Regions from separate parts of the Mus musculus genome. Here region 1 is linked to region 2. A link is a contact called in public Hi-C data. All regions are on one chromosome and are shown on one strand. Each heading gives the region's core, a stretch centred on a gene start, on an enhancer-like site or on the middle of the called end of the contact. The rest is flanking DNA. Distances are from core to core; before and after follow the strand shown.

What was found. Hi-C and Micro-C count contacts between places; a contact is called where the count stands out from the background.
Region 1: a Hi-C map of CD4 T cells shows a contact between it and region 2, with 4 times the contacts expected there. The contact joins two enhancer-like sites. A contact is called at or near these places in 1 of 39 promoter capture datasets (stem cell-derived epiblast-like cells), 1 of 484 Hi-C or Micro-C datasets (CD4 T cells) and 1 of 9 other capture datasets (embryonic stem cells).

Annotation. Positions count from the first base shown.
Region 1 is chr16:45,249,075-45,254,137 of GRCm38.p6, forward strand. Btla (B and T lymphocyte associated) reads left to right here. Exons shown (of 6, transcript NM_001037719.2): 6 at 1,275-3,821. The coding sequence ends at 1,523. Among named protein-coding and RNA genes, the nearest start is that of Btla, 27 kb to the left of the region's middle. Within about 2 kb of position 2,832, at least 61 of the 459 cell types and tissues checked have an H3K27ac peak or open chromatin away from gene starts, as enhancers often do.
Region 2 is chr16:44,769,732-44,775,077 of GRCm38.p6, forward strand. The region is part of intron 1 of Cd200r1 (CD200 receptor 1); the gene reads left to right. Among named protein-coding and RNA genes, the nearest start is that of Cd200r1, 6.7 kb to the left of the region's middle. Within about 2 kb of position 3,035, at least 20 of the 459 cell types and tissues checked have an H3K27ac peak or open chromatin away from gene starts, as enhancers often do.

The DNA of each region.
Region 1 (5,063 bases), core at 1,582-4,081, 480 kb after region 2:
ACATCCTTTATCCTGTGTCTGCTTCAGCTTAGTCTTTTGCCTATGTCCACTTCAAGTAAAGGTTCCTTTACATGTTTACCCCAACAAAACACCATCCAAACAACTTTCCAAAGACCCCTTAAGTTACCTTTACACACACACACACACACATGAATGAGCATACCTACCCACTGCCCCCATACCGGTGAATTCACCTACCCCCCCACACACACACACCACACACACACACACACACACACACACACACACACACACACACACATGAGTGCATCTACCTCATCCCACACACACAGGTGAGTGAACGTACTTCACCCACCCATCCCCCACACACAGGTGAACATACACACATACACACACATGGTGAGCTTACCTACCCACTTACACACATGGTGAGCTTACCTACCCACTTACAAGTTCCACACCCCCAACTTCTGCACATGAAACTTAATGCACATGAAACTTAAAACTCTTAACTGTTAATACGACATCAACATTTTTACCACCTGCACTCGGTGTATAACCAGGAACAGCAAATAACTGAAAAGAGAGAAAAAGAAAACATCAGGATTCACTTTAGTTTCCACAAATTCCTCTTTGGCTCGTAGGATTCAGGTCTCTGACACCATTTGAAAGTATGATGATTAGAAATAACAACTAGAATAATATTTTAGAACCTCATGGAAATTTTGTTCTTTCAAAACTGGTCTCTATTTTGCAATTTAGTTCTCAAATCATAATAACTTGTCTTGAGTGACCCACACTCTTCCTGTTCCTGGTCTCCTGGAGAGGTCTCAGGTCTTTTGGCTGGGTGCTTCATCTTTTGTTATTCTACATTCCATATGCCAAATTTGTTATAAATTGCCTGGCATTTTCTTTGGATTATTTTTCTTTTCCTGTGAACTTGGAACTGTGATTTCCCATTGAATGAACGTTGCGTGTATGCACTGTGACCTCCAATGACCCATGATAAATCATAAAACAAGTGTTTGGGATGACCATAGATGACTTCAGATGTTTGGCCTTTGGAGCTCAATGGTTAAATACCTGCCTAACACTCATGTGGACCTGGACATAACATTAAAAAAATAAAAACAAACAAGCAAACCAAATCCAACACTTTCACCCTTTGATAGTACAAAGTTTAATGAGAATGTAGATATAAAGTGGTTTATAGGAGGGACAAAATGCTTGACATAATGTAGCCTTTCCCTCATAGTCCAATAATGATTATGTTTTGTCGCATCCTTATGTGGTATATCTCTTTTCTTTTATAGGTTGATATTCCAGCCAGTTCCAGGACAAATCACCAAGCACTGCCATCAGGAACTGGAATTTATGATAATGATCCCTGGTCTAGCATGCAGGATGAATCTGAATTGACAATTAGCTTGCAATCAGAGAGAAACAACCAGGGCATTGTTTATGCTTCTTTGAACCATTGTGTTATTGGAAGGAATCCAAGACAGGAAAACAACATGCAGGAGGCACCCACAGAATATGCATCCATTTGTGTGAGAAGTTAAACCTGCCACTGAGCCAGGCAGCCTACACTGCATGAGTGCCTGTCAATACCTCTGTCTGGACCTTCAGTTTCAAATAACCTTCAACCTGGAAAGTTTCAATTAAGATGCTCTGTGCTGGTGCTGCGTCTTAAAGGTCCATGAAGTATTTAGTTAAAATTTCTCCTGAAAACTTTGGGAGAGTTTTGTACAAGACAGACTCTTCCCTGGGAAAACTCATATTACGAATAGCAGAATAATAGGGCTTTTAAAATTGACCATGTCGCACCATGTCGTACCCAATGTGTGAATTCAATATTTTCTTTGGAACTACCAAACAGACTTACAGGGGAGAAAGAAGCGTGTTATTTGGATCTGCTCACTACACATTCTAGAAAAAGAATGGCCCAGTTTGACTAACTAGTCATAAATATAGTAATGATTGTATGCTCTCAGTCAGTCATGATAAGACAATTACCCATGTCAATCTATATAGATAATGCTTTATTATTTTTTTTAATGTGAAAGAAAAATTATCTTGGACTCAATTCAGAAAAAGATTAGAAAGGGTAATTGGTATAATACAGATATAGCATATGCCAGATAGATGTGGTGCCAACGATCCTTATCCCCACCAGTGAGATGCTCACCTTCAGCTGGCTTGATTGAGAAAGTAAGGTAGGTAGTAAAGGGCTCATCCACATATAGTGAGTGGATTTGCAATCAGCGTGGTAGTGTTTGGATCAAGATTAACGCACATGAATGTGATTCAATGCTGCTGGATTAATATACATATGGTACGTATGGGCCTATGAACAAGTGTCCATGGGAATGGATATATTATCAATCTAGAGCGAACTTTTAGCCCACCTTTTGCTTTACGTGAGAGCAAGCTCAAAGGGCAATTTATGAAAGGAGAATCTTGAATATTGAGTTGATCCGTAGGGACTGGCATGCATTCATTAATGCCTGTTTCTTGATTCTGAGGAAGTGAATCAGAAAAAATCATATGTAATGAAGTAGGGCCTATGGAGATCACTCAGGTTTAAATTCTGACATTGCAGCTGTTCAAGAAGATGATTATCAGGTGTTCTGAATTTCCGGATTGAGTCTAATTACTTAAAAATAGCTCATAATTTTATTCATCAGCTTGAGGCTTGAGTTCTCAGACCCTAAAACTGAATAATGGCATAGTCTTAGTATACAGCAGATTGGGCCTGAGTTAGAAGCCACTGGAGCAAACACATAAACTGTCTATGTAATTGCATGCATATATGTGGGTGTGCCTGTGCATGTGTGTGCTAGCATGCAAATGCAAGATGTGACGCCTGGAAATAAGACAAGAGAAACCAGTCCTTTTGCTGTGCTTTTTTTAGTTTGCTTAGAAGGTGCAAAGTACTAGAGAAAATGAGTCATTTATAGAAAATAACACGTAGACTGGTGAGAATGGAAGGGAGTTGAGAATGTATCCATAAACAGTGAATAAAGAGGCCTTACTACACAGCTTTTCTCACCTACTGCTCACCTCGGGTTCCAGTTCCCTGAATCTAGAACAACAAACAATGTTTTCAGACATGTTACAACCACTTCTAGTTAAGCTTGTTCAGGCAGGTGCATTTGTGGGAATTTATGCAAAAAAGACCTTAGAATAGCTGCTCATCTTCAAAATAGAAACAGGAAGGATGGGAGGGGGATGAGTACTGCACTCTGTCTCTCTTATCAGATCAACAGGCAACTTAAGCAAATCTTTCAGAATTGTCTCCGGCTTTAAAAGGAAAATACTTCGCTCTACTCTGTTTAAAACAATCTTTTAAAAACGTTGTGTGTACATGTATATTTGGGTATGCATGTATGTGTGTATATGGTGTATGTGCGTGGTGTACACACATGTGTATGCAGGAGCCAGAAGAGAAAGTCAGGCACCCTTTTCTATTGCACTCCACTTTATTCTGTTAAGGGAAGGTCTCTCATTGAACCTGGAGCTCTGCTAGCAAGCAGCAAGCCAGCGATGGATCCTCCCATCCCTGACCCCCACATTGCTAGACTATATTTGCTCATGCCCAGCTTTTTACAAGGATGTGGAGAACTGAAATTCAGGTCCTCATGATTGCATAACAAGCACTCTCACTTACTAAGCATGTTCTAATATGTTTTACAATGAAAGACGCTGCTCAAGATTTCACCTCAATGAATGATCAATTCTGTTTGTACCTTGTTTGCCAATCACATAGCATTTATGCTCTTATTCCTACTTAGTAAATATGTATGTTGTAGCTCCTCAAATAAATTTGTTCCAGCATTATTTTCATGGTTACCTAACTCACAAGTGGGAGATGATTTCATGATTTCCTTGAACTTTAAGATTGTCACTTGTACCCAGTAAGACAGTAAAATTATTAACATTTACCTGAAAATTGACAAATGACTCCTTCACCCTTTCCCCCAGCAATCAACTGCCAATAGCTCTCCAGGCCAGAGCAGCCATCTTATGTCCCTTCTCCATCCACAAGGGACATTGATGGCACCAATCTGGTATAGGTCTTGTACAAATAACCCCAGCTGCTGTGAGTTTAAGAGGACAACACTCCCGTCACGTCCAGCAGCTAGTATTTTACTATACTCTTTCCTGTGACTCAGGTCTCAGGTTCTTTCCCTGTCCTGCTTCACTCATCTTCCTCGAGCATTGGAAGGGAGTGGGTAGAGATGCCACAGGTATAGCTAAACCCTCAACGACCACTTGTTCTTCACCCTTGTTCTTCAAGCAACAGTTACTTGCTATAACTCTCTGCATTGGCCACACCTACCACAGTGAGAAGTTTCTCTGACCATGGCTGAGAACAGTCCAGGTCTATGGTTTAGATGTAAGTATTCCAGAGCCTGCATGACCAGGTGAAAATTTACTGAGCATTTTATTTCTAATTTTTCTTTTATTTAAAATATATTTAATACAACATATTCTGATTACAGTTTTTCCTTCTTCAACTTCTCCCACCTCCCCTCTCATCTAGATCCACACCCTTTCTGTCTCTGCTTAGAAAACAAATAGGTATCTAAAAAATCATAATAAAATAAGACAAAAACGAATCAGAATAGGACAAAACAAACAGAAGAAAAAAAACAAAGAAAAAGCACAAGACACATACATAGATGTATGCAATGACTCACATGTTCACACACACACACACACACACACACACACACAAAGGAATGTCATGAAAACCCAGAATCAGAAGCCATAATATAAATCCAAAGGGTCTGTAAGGTTTTTTTTTTTAATGCCCTGACAAAACAAAGTTGTCATTGAGTTCATTTTGTGGTGGTCATATACAGCTAGGAATAGGGTCTGCCCTTAAGAGTGGTTTGTAGATCCAGTGAGATTCCACTGGAGAAAATTAAGTTTTCATTTTTGAGTGGTAATTAATTGGAGATAGCTTCAAGATTAAGGGGCTTGTATCTACTACTTTCAGTTCTAGAAACCCATCTTGTGCAGATCTAGAACCCCTGGGCATGCTGCCTGAGTCTCTGTGAGATCATACACGTGTCTGCCCTACTGTGTCTAAAAGG
Region 2 (5,346 bases), core at 1,785-4,284:
GCAAAGATTTCAAGGTTTTCATACCTAAAATTTAGATGCCTTGCATGTCTGAAAAGCTAGGCTCCATTTGTTCTGAGAACACAATCTTGTGTGTGTTTAGGGGAAGTGCCCTAGAGAAGTGCCAGCACGGAGACACAACTGGCAGTTCTTCCATTTAGGAAGAAGCGATTTTCTTTAAGCATCTCTGCTGCTCTGAACTGTTGATGCTGTGGTCATCAGCACTTAGTGTGGTGTGGAGTCAGACTTAGATTGGGGTTTTGTGTACAGACATTCCTGCATCTCGGTCACCACTGTCATTGGGCACAGTGGGGAGCCGAGTAAGCTGGAGTTTTGAGAGATTTCACTGATCAGAACACTGGTCATTTATATCTCTGCCATATTCAGTTGTTAGGTGGGCGGCCTGGGGAAGGGCTTGATCTTCAGCAAAGAAACCAAACCGTCCTTTGAAGTCTCTGAAAAATGAAGGCTGTCTACTTACTGCTCTCAGTCATAGGAGCAAGGGCTATCCCTGGCGGGGATTCTGGGAGGCACATTCTTGATACATGCTAGAGTTGCTGCCTCCTATGTTCTGCATCCCTTCATGAAATTCTGAGCCTCTATCTGGTATTATTCTCCAAATCAGTTCTATCACTTTAGTTTTTATTTTACTTTTAGCGGTTAAGAAGTTCTCCCAGTTTTCTTTTATATGAAGAGTTAACTATTTATGTCTGAAATATTTATTTTACTTTCATTACCAAAGCATATATTTGCTGGGGATGTGTAGAATTATGGGTTGATATTGATCTCCCCTCCCCTTTAACACCCAAAAAAATCTCTAATGGGGAGTCAGCCGGTCTCTTACATCATTTCTCTGAATTTAATCTCCGATCTTCTAGGCCTGTTTACGACATTTTGTTCATATTGCTGGGGTTTGGCCACATTTAATCTGACTAACTGTGGTATTTTCACCTGTAAGAAATTACTTAACTTCATTAGACATGATTTCCTCACTTATGAAACAAATAGGCATGATAATATTAGGAGATTAAGAATTTTTAGACAGAAAGGACTCAAGACACTTCTGTATTAAATTCTCCCATCTTGTATGTGGAAACTAGCCATGTTCAAGGAACTGCCAATAATGTCGCCTAATCTTTCAGTGGATGAATTAGTTGGAATGGCTCTGTGGGACCAACAATAGAAGGGAAAGAGCTGAGCAAGAGTCTCTCTGTGTATGGAAGGTTTTAGAGGCGATGCACGGGAAAGAAGAGTCACATTTAAGAGAGAAACAAGAACAATTAGAGGCTTGAGATTCCTGTTTAGGAAAAATAAGTCACAGCCAAAATGAGGCTTGGTCATTTGAACGACGAGTAAGCAAGGGAGTGTTTGGCCATGTGTCAGTACTGTGCTTTGTACTGGTGATACTTGATGAAGAAAGATGTAGCAGGGCTGGGGATGTAGTTCAGTGGCAGGGCACTGGTCTACCATGTACAAGGGTTTAAACTAAACCCCAGCACTTCAAAAAGACAGCCATAGACTCCACTTATTTGGAGCTTAGAATCTGGTAGGGAGGATAGATGTTACACAAATTCTCGCAAATAATTAAAGAACATAAAATATGTAGGAAAATTACAGGATGGCATAAAAGTGTAACCGGCAAATCTGATCTTGTCAGGGCATCAGGTGGTGATGACAGAGTAAGGGCTGTGAGAAGAGCTCTCTGGGGCTGGTGGAACAGTCTCCATGATACACACAGAGAGCTCAGGTAGAACGGGGGTGAGGAAGTGTGGAGATTTAGCAGAAATTCTGGAAGGTGGAAAGGATGAGGGGAGAAGATACTGAGGAGAGAGTAGTTTACAAAGGACCTATCTATGGATGGTGATGCATACCTTCAGTCTCTGCATTTAGGCCCGTGAGGGAGGTGGTATGCTCCACCAAGGCTACATAGTTAGAGCCTGTCTCAAACAAGCAAGCAAATAAACAAAACGTTTTTTAAAATAGAGGTGGCTGGGTGGTGGTGCATGCCTTTGATCTTAGCTTGCAGGAGGCAGAGGCATGCAGATTTCTGAGTTCGAGGCCAGCCTGGTCTACTGAGTGAGTTCTAGAATAGCTAGAGCTGTGCTATCTCAAAACAAAAACAAAAACAAAACTAACTAACTAGCTAACTAACTAACTAACTAACTAACTAACATAAAGGAGCCCTGACTTTTGGGAGAATACCCACACCAAGATGCCCAAGGAGAAAGGTAGCTTACAGAGAGGGTATTGGAGTAGGATGGGAAGGAGACAGAGAAGAAACACGTAGGCATTGTGGTGGAGGTGAAGAAAGGGGCTTCAGAAGGAGAAAGTGACCATGTGTGTTGTTAACTTAGAGAGCAACCAGGGAGAGATGCCCCAAAGATTAGTAAATATATTTAGGAGTTGCTCCACACTGGCAGTATGTGTCATCGTCAACTATGTGTGTATACAAAGAGGTTTTGGCAAGGGAAGTTTTTAAAGGTGGAAAGAGAAGGATTACACAGGATGCTTTCAAACTATCATCATTGCCTGTAAGGAATCATGACATGAGTGGGCTCTGTCCATATTTTCCCATAGTTGTTGGGTAATTGTCTTGTTTTCTGTGTAAGGTAGCAGTGACCTTATGTATGGTTTTACAGTTCTTTTTTTTTTCTATTTTTAATTTAATTTAATTTAATTTAATTTTTTTACCACACATAAGCATGATATTCCTGCCCATCATAACCTTCTGACTTTATTTACTTTATTTGATTTTTTAAAAATGAAATAGTTAATACCAATAATTCCATTTTAATTCTAACTTCCCCAATCTAAAAACCCAGCCAAGCAACCCAGGTGCACAGATACTGCCTCAAAGCCCCAATTTGCCTATAAAGATGAGGGTGACCTCGAGATTGCAGTTTGAGTAGAAGGCGGGGGAGCAGTCAGGTTGCAGCTACTGCTGGGGAAATAAGTGGGAGGAAAATCGATGCTGAGAGCCCCAGCCACTCATTCTAGAAGTCAGGCAGCAAAGGAAGGGGAAGGGAACTGTAGCAATCGAGGAGAGCAGAATCCGCCCCCAGCCCCACCCCCATCGACATTGGTAAACCTGGGAGTGTATTCAGGATACTTATCTGAGACAATGTGGTGACTCAGTAAAAATATCTTTTTGATCTGGGTGTGTTCATGCAGTTTTAATGTATTTAGTAACTACTGTATATATATATATTCTCTTACTTTATCATGAAGTATCTCTTTCTGTCCAACTTATCCATTGCATGCTACAGGAACCTTGACATCCACGATCCTTTCTAAGGTGTCAACAAAAAAGTTGAAGTGGTAAACACTGGCAGATTCCAAATGATTAAGTCTAGCGAGTTTGATTCCCAAAGCAAACCTTAACTGGTTCCTTCTTTGCTGTTTCCTGGGTACTATTGTAATCTAGTACTTTTAAGCTGTGACATACAGAACTAAGTGGTGGTGGCACATGGCTTTAATCCCTGCATTCAGAAGGCAGAGGCAGGCAGATCTATGAGTTCAAGGCCAGCCTGGTCTACAGAATGAGTTCCAGGACAGCCAGGGCTACACAGGTAAACCCTGTCTCAAAGAAAGAAAGAAAGAAAGAGAGAGAGAGAGAGAGAGAGAGAGAGAGAGAGAGAGAGAGAGAGAGAGAGAGAGAAAGAAAACCAACCGAAACACCACCACCACTACCACCAACACCAACAACAACATGTGCCACTGTGAGTCTCCTAAGGAGCTTAAGTTGCTAGAGACACTCAGGCTTTCAAAGGACAAGACACCTGGGCTTTCATGAATCTTAGTAGGTGACACAGATAGAGCTATAGTTAAGAGTTCTGCCCTAGGTCTTTTTTAGTCTCTATGCTGCCTGGATTATCCCTGTTATTCCACAGTCAAAGGATAGTAACTCCTTTCTGATGGGTTCATCTTCAATGTGATCTTTAACCTCCCAGTGATAAGGCATCTGAGACCTTGCTCCATTTATCCTAGCATGCCTAGGGCCCTGTCAGCTACTTAACTGTTACTTGCTTAAACATCCTTCCCATCCCACGCATCCCATGCCTTCTTCCTCCTTTTCAAAAGGAAACCACTTTACTGTTTGCCTCACACTCTTTCAGTACCTCTAAGATCCTGTTTTCCGAGACAGCTTTCTTCATTAACTTCTATGTCTTTCTATCTTCAAGCACACTTGGTCTTCCCCTGTCCTCAGATACTTCCTCAGTACTCAGGCACCAGCTGTTGCTCTATCTCTGTCCCAAGTTTGATACGAACAGGAAACAAAGCCAAGGTCTCATGGCTCCCATCTTATCTAGGGCAGGATTCTTGTCTAAGCCTCCATTTTGTGTACTCAATCATCTCTGCTCTCTAGGTCCCTTTGAGACTGGTTTCCACCCCTACATCTCTACTCAGATGGCTTCCCTTACAGATCTCAAGGGCCGTCACTGAAATGCTTGTTGCCAACTAATAAAGTTCAAAAATAATAATATAATATAATATATATAAAATAATATAATATAATAATAAACTTCAAAAATATCACCCATTTAACTTGGTCTGCATCCTTTGTATCATGAGATCTTCTGGACTTCTCGACATCACACTTGCTTTCTGCTCTGCTGCACCGTTTCCGCCAAGTTCATAGCCTCCAACAGAGCCCTAGGTGCACACTCTTAAAGGTCTGAGTTTGACCTTTTCTCTAGTTTCCATACCACAGACAGACACTTGGCAGATGACGGGCTTAGCTAGCTTGCAGTCACTCAAGGTTAGTTCCCATCATATTTTTAAAGCGTTAAACTAAAACGTTAAACTAGCTGTCAGTTAATGGGAAACTCAGGAGATTTTGCTGCAAATCCTTAATGTAGTTTCTAGAGTTTTTCGGAGGATTAGGTCCAACAAAGTAGCTGACATTTTTAGCACAGTTAGTATTCGAAAACATTTAAAGATGATTATTTTATAGTTTTCAAAGACTTTTCACATGCATTGTTTCACAACATATAGTTAATTTAGCTCTCTACAGATTAACATTTTGGTTATTTTCAGTTTCTTGAGAAATTAGAACCAATACTGGATTTAACATTTTATTATATGTCTTTGCATATGTGATTCTGCATAACTATTTAGTATGTATCCAGTGGCTATTATCCCTTATGGTCATGGGTAATTTATACATATGTCTACAGTATTTGGCTTATGTTAGGGAACAAGTTTTTCTCCATTGACTGGCTTTGATTATTTGACAATTAGAGGTTTCTCCCACTCTCCCCCCTCTCTCCCTCTCTCTCTCTCTCCCTCTTTCTTTCCTTCCTTCCTTCCTTCCTTCCTTCCTTCCTTCCTTCCTTCCTTCCTTCCTTC